2 separate regions of the Sus scrofa genome follow, and region 1 is linked to region 2. The links are chromatin contacts, called in public Hi-C maps. All regions are on one chromosome and are shown on one strand. The core of a region is the stretch at or near the end of the contact, and the rest is flanking DNA. Distances in the headings are between cores, read along the strand shown. Region 1 holds the start of UBE2M (NEDD8-conjugating enzyme Ubc12). Region 2 holds the start of U2AF2 (U2 small nuclear RNA auxiliary factor 2).

The links. A called contact is a pair of places that touch in the nucleus more often than the background predicts.
Region 1: a Hi-C map of embryonic fibroblasts shows a contact between it and region 2, with 2.5 times the contacts expected there. The contact joins the promoter of UBE2M here to the promoter of U2AF2 in region 2. A contact is called at or near these places in 2 of 47 Hi-C or Micro-C datasets (embryonic fibroblasts and skeletal muscle).

Annotation. Positions count from the first base shown.
Region 1 is chr6:63,104,538-63,110,142 of Sscrofa11.1, forward strand. UBE2M (NEDD8-conjugating enzyme Ubc12) reads right to left here and starts at 4,078. Exons shown (of 6, transcript XM_021097419.1): 1 at 3,534-4,078; 2 at 2,317-2,411; 3 at 2,170-2,208; 4 at 1,954-2,057; 5 at 1,597-1,660; 6 at 995-1,512. The coding sequence starts at 3,642. The coding sequence ends at 1,372. It overlaps CHMP2A (charged multivesicular body protein 2a), which reads right to left and starts at 495. Exons shown (of 6, transcript XM_021097415.1): 1 at 228-495.
Region 2 is chr6:59,772,823-59,778,591 of Sscrofa11.1, forward strand. It overlaps U2AF2 (U2 small nuclear RNA auxiliary factor 2), which reads left to right and starts at 1,368. Exons shown (of 12, transcript NM_001315804.1): 1 at 1,368-1,416; 2 at 5,128-5,263. The coding sequence starts at 1,368.

The DNA of each region.
Region 1 (5,605 bases), core at 2,828-5,327, 3.3 Mb after region 2:
ACGCCGGGGACTCCCACACAGAGGATGAGAAACTGGGTGTGGGGGTGCCCTGTTCGCTCAAAAAAGTGGGGGGGGTCGGGAGGACCGAAGGCAGGAGGGCACAGGCGACCCAGGGATGGGGCAGGGGCCCGGGGAGGGGCGAGGCTCTCCACACCTCGGCCAAGGCGCCCTCGTACGCCGCCGCCCACGCGCCCACCCAGCACCGGAGCCCCGGCGGGGCCACTCACCGGAGCTGGGACGGGGGTTCGCTTCCACTTCCGGGTCACGCTCCTCTGGCTCGGCTCCCTGGAGCGCCCACCAACCACAGCCCCTTGGTTCTGTCGCCTCTGCCGTCGCCGCCGTTTCCGGATTAAACCACTTGACGTCACACGCTCCGCCGGCACCCGGAATGCTGGGAGGGGACAACAGCGCGCGTGCGCACGTACTGGGGAACGGCCGCCGCCGCCCCCCCTCCCGGCGCATGCGCACCACCTTCCGCGTCTCCGCAGCAGGTCAGGAGTCTCAGGTTCAAATCTGGCTTGAGGGAGCCGAGCCACGGTCGGAGTCCTGGTCCCCGCGGGGTTGGTGCACCTTCGGGCGCCTTCCGCCCAGCGACCCGGAAGTCTTGCATCCCACCCTGTCATCATAGGGCCCAGCTCATCTGAGGGACCCCGAATTCTGTTTCTGAAACTCAGGCACCTGCAACGCCAGGCGGGGTTCTCCTCCACCGGCCCGGCCCACCCACGGCACGGCAGGACTTAACAGAGGTGCGGACTTTCCCCTCTGCTGGCTTACTAGATTCTGACCCTCTCTTATCCCCGAGTGGGATTTATCCTACTCAGCCGGAGGCGGGGGTCTCGGTCCCCCCACCACTCCCAGGGCTGCCTCGCATACAGGGCAACCTGCTGAGGTGCTCCAATGTCACCTGTGACCACAACTCCCACCATTCTTGCTGCAGAAGCCCTGGTGGTATCACCTGACCCTCCCAGCCCACAAAAGGAAGAGGCAGAGGCCATGCAGTAACATTCCCCTTTAATAGCCTGGTGGGACCTCCAGTGGTGGAGGGGTGGGGTGCCGGGTTCCCGGCCATCCAGTCCCCTTGGCTACCCACCCCAGAGCCCAGTATAGTGGGGCTGGACAGCACCCAGCAGGGGGCTAGACAAGCCAATTCATTTCCCATCGCTGAGCTGGTCGGGGGAGGCAGTGCCGACCTTAATCACATGGTGGTTTAAAAAAAAACAAACTAGGAGCGGGTGGCAGGGAGGGGTGGCAGGCCAGGGCATGGGATTCCCCCACCGGCTCTCCCATGCCCCCCCCACCTGTGGCCCCCAATAAATATCTGCAGGGGATGCCCGGGCTAGTGACCCCGGCAGGGGTGGGTAGGCGCCAACCCTATTTCAGGCAGCGCTCGAAGTAGGTGGAGCCGATATAGCCACCCCGCATGGAGCGCTGCACGTTCTGCTCAAACAGCCTCCGGTTGTTCTGCAGGACCTCGGCGGCCTCCTTGTTCAGTGGGTCTTCAGGGTTGGGCTCCTGTGGCCAGCAGCGGTGGGGGGTCAACAAGCCCAAGGAGCAGAGGGCCAACCTTCCCCAGCCCCAGCCCCCAACTCTACTCACCAAGAAGAGATACTGCAGGCCATAAATTATGGAGTTTATCGTAAGGACTGGCTTCCAGTCCTCTCTGTGGGCAGACAGCATCATGGTCAAGGGCTGGTGAGTGGGCAGCTGCCACAGACCCTGCTGGGACTGGACAGGTCAAGCCCAGGGCATGGGACAGTGTGAATGTGAGAAGCTAGTGGGAGGGTGCAGAGGACAGGCCAGGGAGAAAGCCAAGGTCAAGCCATGAGGAGGAGATGAAGAGACAGGGACAGAGACCACAAGGGGGAGTGAAGGGGCAGAGACAGGTGCAGTGCAAGGCCATGAAGGGGGCCTGGCGGGCAGGGCTGGAGAGCAGCGGAGGGCTAGTGCCCTCACCTGAGGATGTTGAGGCAGACGTTGCCCTCGAGGTCAATGTTGGGGTGATAAACCATCGTCTCACACTTCACCTTGGGGGGGTCATGCGGGTAACCCTGGCCCACCTGGCTCCAGGAAGAGAGAGGGGAGGTGGATAATGCCCCAGCAGTGTCTGGCTGGAGCCTCCGCTGCTGCCTTCTCAGCCCAAGGAGCCACCCCTGTCCACCTGGGACTCACCTTAAAACTGAACACAAACTTCCCGCTCTTGTAGAAGCCCTGTGAGGGAAGAGAAGAGGAAGTAGGACCCCATCACCCCATCCTGCAGGGCCTGGCAGGTGAACCAGGTATTCCCACCTGAGGAAACGCAGTGAAGGGTGCCCTCACCTCATCAGGACAGATAACCAGCTTGAAGTTGAGGAGGTCGTCTGGATCTGAAAAACTGATGTCACACGTCTTGGGCAGATTCAGCTCGTTTATGTCTGGGTTTACACAGCAGAGAAAGGAAATAGAAAGGAAGGTGCTCAGAAAAGGGGCTGGCGTCAGCAGAGCTCCCACCGCCTCCGCCAGGGCTCGAAGGGGCCTCTCCTGGGCGGTGGGCCACATCCCCAACCCCCTCCCTGCTCTTTCTGCTCCCCAATCCCCAGGTAGGGTCTTGTGGATCTACAGAACACACTGCAAACTTGCATGTTTAATCGTGGCTGTACCTGAGCTTCTTGCCTAGGGTAAGCTCCAGTGTTTCTGAATCCACAGCCCTAAGTCCCAGGTCCCAGCACCTGGGTCCCTCCAACCCAACTCCCAAATGCCCCATCAAGCCCCTGACTACCCCACACCCAGGATCCCTGGCCATAACCTCCACTTTCTAAAGGAGTCCCCACTCAAGGAACTTATTCCTCCCCACCCCCTAAATCACTCCCTCCACCAATCCCCAGCCCCACCGTTCATCTACATCTCTGCTTGTCATCCCAAACCCAAGTACCCACCTGACCCTCAGATCTATGGGTCCCCAGCCCTCCTACCCACACCACTCTGACTATAAGATTACCTGCATCTCCAGCGTGATCGTTTAAACTCAACCTTTCTCTTTCTCTAATCTCTGGCACACACTATCCCTCTCCTCCTCGTGTCACCCCAAAGCCAAACTGCCATGTGACTGCCCCCTGACCCAGGAATGCCAGGACTCTAACCTACTTCACCACGTCTGACTCTTGATTCCTAATGGCTCCAGCATAAAACACTGTCTCTCACTCCATTCCTCAATCCCGGCCCCCGCTATCTGTATCTCCTCTGCCTGTCATCCAGGTTCCCGTCTGATCCCCAGACTCTCGAATCCCTGGTCCTCCCCCTCCACTGCGTGACCCTCAGATTCCCGGTTCCTAGTATCAAACGCCTGGCATTCGGAATTCCCTAAACGCCCCATCCTAGGCCTCCCATCTCTGACCCCTCCAATGACTGTATTACCCCCAACCCCCACCCCCAGGGCCCCGATCTCCAATCCCCACATCCGCAACCCCATTTCCGACATCTCTGACCCCCCTGGCGACCACATCACCCTCACCCAGGCTCTGACCTCCGACCTCCACCCTCATCCCCCGACCTCCTACCCTTCTGGATCCGCAACTGCGCCGCCGACGCCTTCTTGCTGCTGCCCTTGGTGCCGCCCGCCGACTCCTCCTCCTTCTTCTGCTGCTTCAGCGAGAACAGCTTGATCATCCTGCCGCCGCCGCCGCTGCCGCCGCTGCGGGGCCCGGGACCCCGGCCACCCGGCCCCCCGCCGCCGCCCGCGCCGCCTCCGCCACTCGGACCCGCCGCCGCGGCCTTCTTGGCTGCTGCCGCCACCCGCCCGGCCTGCCGCGCCGCTCCGCGCCCACCGCGCGGCCCGCGTCGGCTCCCGTAGTCGGCTCCGGCCTGGCCCGGCGCCTCGGGCTCGCTCGGCAGCGCTCGGGCCCGCTCGGCTGTCCTCGGGCCCGCTCGGCCCCGCCCCACCCGCCGCTCCCTCCTCCCCTTCGCCCACTTCGGTGTCCTGAGGGCCAGCTGCTGCGGGGACGCCGGCTTCTCTGGCTACGCCGCTGGCGCGCTCCCTCGCTCCCTGCGCGAGGGGCGTCTGCGGCTAGAGGTGGAAGGGGGGAGGCGAGGGCCTCGGGGGAGGCGGCCGCGTACGGAAGGAGTGTCGGCTTCCGCGGCAGCGGCGGCTTCGGCGCGGAGGTCTGCAACGGCCTCGGGCGCCCCACCGCTTCGGATATTTCCGCCGCCTGCCCGCCTCGGCTCTTCCCGCCCGAACTGCTCTGTGCGCCTGCGCAGCAGCCGTCGCCGCCGCCGCCCCTCTGCCTTGCCTCTCGGTGGGACTGGGGATCGGGCTGCTTCGGCTAGGCTCGGGCATTTCCGTCCGTGCAGACCGTCCCGTGGTCACTTCCGGGGACGCCCGCGGAGCCAGGGAGGGGGCGGTGCTGCGGCCGTCTTTAAGTGGGGCAGATGCGGGCCGCTTCATTTGTGGTCCAGCCATTCCCATCTGCAGTCGTGCGGACGGCAGCGAAGGTGGGTCAAACAAGGTGCTTGCCCCTGCGGGTCATAGGCTGAGGCAGGGTCAGGGCCAGAGCCTGAGCAAGGCCTAGAGGGTGCAGGGTCCAGCACCTTCCGTGTCCCCTTGCAAACCGAAGAACCCGCTCGCAGAGACTCCGGTTTAGGTAAACTAACGAATAAAACATGTACTGTGGCAGAGAATAGCAAGCACTGCGAAAATTTACACGGGAGACGGAACATGGGGCACGGCCTCCCAGCGCGTGTCCCCTGTTTGGCAGAGGCGCCCTACGCCCTTTCGAGGTGTGCGTGCTGTGGGCGGGGCTAGCCTCCCCTCCAATCACAGTTCAACGTGCCTCGGTGGGCGGGGCGGGAGGAAGCGCCGAAGGATTCACCGACTTCCGGATGTTACCACGGGTGCTGTCAGGCTGTGAGCGCCGTAGAAAGGGCTGGTCCGGGCGGGCGACCCGGCTCGTGGGCCGGCCGGGGCTCTGCGCTTCAGCCTTCTCACGTCCGAATGCGGCTCCCGTCGCCTGTTCCATTCCGTCACTGCGGCCACGTGCCGCCATTACCGAGGCATTTTGTGGGAAGTAGTCCCGGCGCGGCGCTGGGGGCCGGCAGGCACGATCCTTGGCCTCTTGCCGGGCGATCGGGCTCCGTCCTCACCCCAGGAAGTCGCTTCCATCCCTTTGGGTCTTGGTCTGGCCTCCATCCCGGGCCCAGCCTCCTCGGAGGCCCTGCCCAGGCACCCTCGGCGTTCTTGGGCTCCGTGGACTGGATCCCAGTGTTGTCTGCGCAGCCGCTTTCCCTTTCGGTCCTTCCATTCGCCTTCCACCATCCCAGAAGCTTCTTTCAGCTTTCTAGCCCTAGCCTCACAGTCCCAGTATGGTTGACTCCCTTGAGAGCTGAGTGTTGGAGAGGCGCCAGGGTGAGGACGAGGGACCAGAAGCCTCAAACAGCTCAGGTTTTGGGGGGTTGACAAGCTTGCAATCATCCTAGCTTCAGGCTTCGGACATGGCTGGCCCTGGGACCCGGAGGCCCCCTCTGGACTCAGTTTCCATCCTCCTCTATCCCTTCCTCCGTTCTTTTCATCCACTGTGCTCTTAACTGATTGTTTTTGTACAGGACATGAGGGTTGATGACTGTCTCGCGGTTTACC
Region 2 (5,769 bases), core at 118-2,617:
GAGGCAAGGCGGCAGAAGGCGGGACTCAATGACTTTTGGGAGAGGCGACCATCGAGGGGAGCGGGGAGCTCTGAACAGAGACTGCCTCCAGGAGGCGGTAAAGCGAGATTCTCTGTCTCCCGGAAGTGCCCGCTGCGTGGCTAGCAGCGTCGGCGCGGTTGGGGGGGGGAACGCTCGCTTGTGTGGTTGCCACGGCAACCGCAAGGGGGCGGCCTTGCTCAACGGTCGGGAATGTAGTCCCTTCCCTGGAGGAAGGAAATCTCGCGCACGCGCGCTCGGGCTGTGGCCCCGACGACCCGCCCCCCCTCTCCGAACAGTGAGAGGTCTCGGTTCAGACCGATCTCTACGCAGGCGCAGAGGCTCTCTCGCGCTCGCCCCTTCCACTTTGCGCATGCGCACAAAGCCGCGCTGGCAACCTCCGCAGCAGCCGCGCGCACTCTTCACTCCGCTGGCTGCTTTTGTCTCGCGAAACCTTCTTAGGCGCTTCTCAACATCGGTCCTTCTTTTCCTCCCATCGCCCCACAGGGAGAGCCGGGTGCTGAGAGCCGAGACCCTGCCTCTTCTTTTCCTTTCCCCTGACCCACCTCGCCTCTGTCCTCCCTCCCTTTTTGGTTCCCGGAGCCGGAAGGAGCCGAAGCGCCCACGGAAAAAGCCGAAGGTGTCTGCTGTGAGTCCTTCCCCAGGCGGTGGCGGAAGGAGCCGAAGTTCTCCGAAAGGGGGAGGAGGTTGCTCTTGGAATCTCCGGAAAGAGCCGAAGTTTGGAAACGGGTTTAATCTCTGGTTGGGCCCGAGGGGGAGCGCCAGAGACCTTCGGAAAGTGCCGAAATCCGGGACGGTTAGGATTGTCGGAAGTGGCCGATTGCTTGGACAGGGCCGTTGGGAAAGAGAGGGTAGAATCCGTGGAAGCAGCCAAAGACGGACGGTTTGAGTTCTTGGAAGAAGCTGAATTCTAAGTGGGGAGTCTGGGTGCTAGGAATGCGAGGACCTACGGAAACATCCGAACGTTGAAGAGCTACTATCCGAAAAGTTACGAAAACCTGAGAAGCCTGCGAAACCCTCGCTTCGGGTGTTTTCGGAAGCAGCCGAAGTCGCCTCTCCCTTCGCTCCTCCACGGTCCGGAAATAGCCGACGCGTTTCGGAGCCAGGCCCTGGGGGGAGGTGCGCCTCGTGGGCGGGCCGGCGGGGAGAGGGGCGGAGCCGGGGCGGGGCTGGGCGGGCGGCAGGGGCTTGATTAGGTAGGAGGCGGTGGAACGCCGGCGGCGGCCGGAAGTAGCCGAAGCAAGCGGCGGAAGTAGCCGAAGCGGCCGGATCGGGCGCGCGGCAAGGCGAGGCGAGAGCTACACAGGGCCCTACGCGGCCGCCTCAGCATGTCGGACTTCGACGAGTTCGAGCGGCAGCTCAACGAGAATAAGCAAGGTGAGGGCGCCGGGGGTGCGGGGCGGCGGGCGGGGCGGCTCTCGGCTTCCCCCTGTGTCCCCCGCCATTTTCCCCCTCGCTTCCCCCCCTTAGGCCCGCACGGCGCCCCCCCACCCCGCGGTGCGCGCCTTACTCACGTGACCGCCCGGCGTGCCGCCGCGCGGGAGGGGAGGGGGCGGCGGGCGCATGCGCGCCGCGTTCGGTTCCGCGCCCCACGTGGCCCCCGGCGCGGGTGGCGCGGGCGCCGCAGGCTGTCGGGAGTCCGTTGCGGACTTATTTTCTATTTTTTTAATTTGGAAAGGAGATTATGTAGATTGGGTCCCGCAACCCCTCCTTTTCTCCCGATGCCCTCGCACTTCCGCTTCCGGCCGGGCCCGCGGCCGGTGTCTCCACGCCCCCTTTGTTCCAAAATGGCGGTTGGAGCCCCCCTTCACGTGGGCGCATGCAGGGCCGCGGTGTGGGCCCTTCTCGCACCGCCGCCCTTCGCGCCTTTCCTGGGGGCTAGTCGCCGGGGTCCCTTCCAGCCTAACGTGGGTGATGCGGTGTCTCCTGGGAGAGGTCCGCACTGTGCGTTTTCAGTGTTCCTCCCGCACGCGGTTCTCCCTCGCGCCGTCGCGCCAGGCACAGTGTGGCGTGTCTGCCCCCCATATCTCCTCAGTTAGACAGGTCCCCTGTTCTGTACGAGCCCACCCTCCGGGCGCCGCGTGTGTCCGCCTTTTCAACGTGGCGATAAAGAGACAGGCTCGGAGCGAGTAGGGAGACTTAGCTCAGTTGGGAGGATGGGAGGCAAAGTCCCTCCGGTGATGCGGAGTCCAAGTAGGAGGCCGAGCTAGTGCCGACTAGTTTGGACACCCCACGAATGTTAGAACAAACTTAGGCCTGGAGGAGGTGGCGAGCGCGAGGCCTAAGCTCCTTGTGGTCAGAGGACTGCACAGGGGGCGGGGGGCGCTGGGGTTCCCCTTTCAGCCCAGTCTGCAGTTGGGAGCAGGTGGCTGGTTTAGGAGGAGACAGCGCCTGGGGAAGACGAAGTCGGGTTTCGGAGTGCCCACGGGGTGTCTGTACACGTTGTAACGCTTCACAGCACAGGCTTTGGAGGGGAGGAGACTTGGCTTCTAGTACCTGCTTTGTTGCTAAGTAGTTGTGGAACTTTAACACGTCTATGCTTTTTTTTTTTTTTTTTAATCCTTTTCTTGTGTGTAGTGGCTGTTAAATAGGTATGTGTCTTTATTACCGGTTTCTGGAGTCAATGGTGATGGCAGTACTGATAGTGCTTTGCTAAGCTTTTACACGGCTTATTTAAGTAGATGGTCAACAGCCGTGGGGGACTGACATGACTTCCTTTCCTTTGCAGAGGAGGAAGCAGGCTCAGAAAGCTTGAAAAACTTTCTTTGGTTTTAGCTGGTGAGAGTTGCAGCTGAGGTTAAGTGAGGTAATGTGTGTACAGTGTGTGGCATACGGTCTGGCATTCGTTAAGTGCCTAACGAGGAGTATTGTGAAATGATCCCTAGTGAAATTTCTTAGGAAGGTAATGGAGAGGCTGCCCTGAGCTGCCTCAGAGGTGGTGTCAGAGTTGGGACAGCAGGGAGAGGTGCTTTCCCAGCGTCATTATCCCATGTCCCACACTTGGGGCGGGATGAGCGTCGTTTAAAAGACCGGGAACACTGAGGTTGGAAGGTACGGTTGCTGTTTTGTGGTTTTATGCAGTTGGTAGACAGAAGAGCTGAAGCTGATCCTGAGTCTGGCTGCAAAACCACGTGCCCCTAGGCTGGACTGCTAGATGGAACTGAATGAACCTTCCTTGGGGCACTTGCACACGTGCTGCTTGGTTTCTCTTGGGTGTCCCCACTGGTACTGGCACGTCCCTTGGGCTGGTGGAGTTGTTCCCACAACAAAGTGATCACAGCGTTTTGAGTAACCACAGCTGCCTTTCCTTCCTGACCTGTTTGGGTTGAGGCAGGGAACCTACTGTTGCTTTAAGGGGAAGCTTTGCCCTAGTATCGTTGTGCCTGTGGGTCTTTGTCTCTGTGGTCCAAGCCTCCTCCAAGCCTCAGTCCCTGCCTTGTGCACCTGTGTCTCCAGGGAATTAATTTCCTTGTCTGTGTCTCAGGCACCCAGCAGGCGCCACTTCTTCCTCTGTGTCTGTTCCTCTCTGCCTGCTTGTCTGTTTCAGAACCAAAGCCACAAAAGACGCTGTTTTTATAGTTGGCCCATCTTTCAAGAGTGGAGCCAGAGGCCCAGAGCCTCAGGCCAGCACACCTCTGGGCCCTCAGTGTCATGCTTACCTGCTACTTCATGCTACTTGCCTCCTGGTTCCAGGCTTGGATTTGTTTTTCGTGTTCAGTCTGTGTCTTCAAGGAGGTAACCGCTTGTCTTTAGGGGCTCCCGCCAGACCCTGGAGTGTTCTGGCTGCCCCATGTTGAGTATTGCCTAGTGCTTAACTGCACTTGTGGGCATTTCAGTGTTCACAACTTCCTTGCTTTTTGGCCAGGGGCAAGTCACATGACCTCCCTGAGCCTCAGTTTTCCCATCTGTCAGGTGAGCCTCTAGCAGTGTCTCCCCAAGGTAACAAGATTAAGTTCAAGTAGAGCTAGCACAGGATCTAGTCTTAGGTACCATTGCAGTGTTGGCTGGAATTTTTTTTTCTGTTTTCCAAGGTGCGTGTTTTTCTGTCTTTTAGTGGTTCTGGAGTTTGAGTTCACTTGTGAAAAGTTTTATGTTTAATTGCATCAGAAAAACATGTGAGGCAAAAGCAGTAGAGGTGAGGTTAAGGTCCATGCTGACGTCTGGTCCTTACTGCTTTTTCTCCCTGTGTCCGGACAGACGGTCAAGTTGAGAAGCGTGTTGATGTGCATCTGAGGGGTGGGGCAGCATAGCTGGGTGTTGGTGTTTCGAACCAAGGAAATAGAGTGCCGCGTGGCCCTGGAACTGCCCCTCTTTCAGGAGTGAAAGGTCTGCTGGGAGCCAAGGGTTCTGTGGTTCTGCTGGGCAGGGAGGCAGAATCTGCCCCCAAGGGGAGGGGAGGGGGTAGAAGGAGCCAGCTAGCGGCCCGTGGGGAGCTCCGAGAAAGCGTCCACCCTGGTTTCTCCTGTCCCTGGCTCTGAGGACCTGTGGGTCTGGGGGGCCTGGGTGGGTCACCTCCCCTTCAGCCCGGATTCTGGAAGGGGCGCCTCCCTGGAGGAGGGCGTCCTGCACTCTTCGCCTGGTGGGGAAGGGCTGGGGCGGGGTGGGTTCCGCTGCTTCCCAGGCATCTCTGAGCCTGCCTGGCATCTGACTTGGGGCCTGGGCGTGGGGCTGTGGGGGCCAGCTGGTTGAGGAGGTCTCTCCTGAGGGGCTGCTGGGTCCCTGCAGGAAAACATCATTGGGTCTCTTGATTCCCCAGCCTCTAGCCCTGCCCCTCTCAGGGACGACCCTGGGGTCAGGCCCCTCAGCCCTGGAGGGGGACCAGGAGCCAGCCTCCTCTGTCTTCTCTGGCTCCCCAGCTCCTCCTGAGCATCCTCAGGTACCTTACACCCCGGGGCATCTCCAGGCCCTGCCCCTCAGGTAACCAGCTCCCGCCCTTGGCGCCCCAGGGTCCTGGACGCCTGTGGACCCAGGAAGCCTGCCGTCCCTTCCCCGTGGGGGGTGGCCTCCCTGGGGCTGGGCCGTAGGTGACAGTGAGCGGGTGGGCCGGGCCGCAGCCTCCCTCAGCTCACCTTCCCCGCCCCTGCCCAGAGCGGGACAAGGAGAACCGGCACCGCAAGCGCAGCCACAGCCGCTCCAGAAGCCGGGACCGCAAGCGCCGCAGCCGGAGCCGGGACCGGCGCAACCGGGACCAGCGGAGCGCCTCCCGCGACAGGCGGCGGCGAAGGTACCGGCGGGGTCACTCTCGTCCCGGGGGCTCTGCGGCTTGTCTTTCTGGAGCTCGGGGTTCCCTGGCCTGGGCTTTCTCGGGTTTCCGGTGGGTCGTTGGTGCAGCAGCGGGCGCTCGGGTGTGGCTCGGGCTCCCTCCCGCAGGGGCTCCGTTGTCCTGCCTCTTCCCCTGCCTGGTCCTTGGGGGCCGTCCCGGGACCAGGGGGTTCTTGGAGCCCATCTCTGCCCCGCCCGCCCGGGCGGCTCTTCTCTCTTCTAACGCCTCTTCCCTCCCCTCCCTTGGCTCCTCTGTTCTCTCTGCCCCTCAGGTGAGGAAGGGCGGGACAGGCGAGGTTCTCCTGCCTCCTCCCACCTCAGGCTCCAGCTAGAGAGTGGTCTGTCGGGCCCTGCCTCCCTTCCTCTGGCCTGGGCGGGGGGCTGGGGGGAGACGCGGGGCCGAGGGGGCCTGCTTGCCTGGGGTTCACCTCGGCCCTGTCCCAGCCCTGGGGCTCAGTGCCCTGGGGG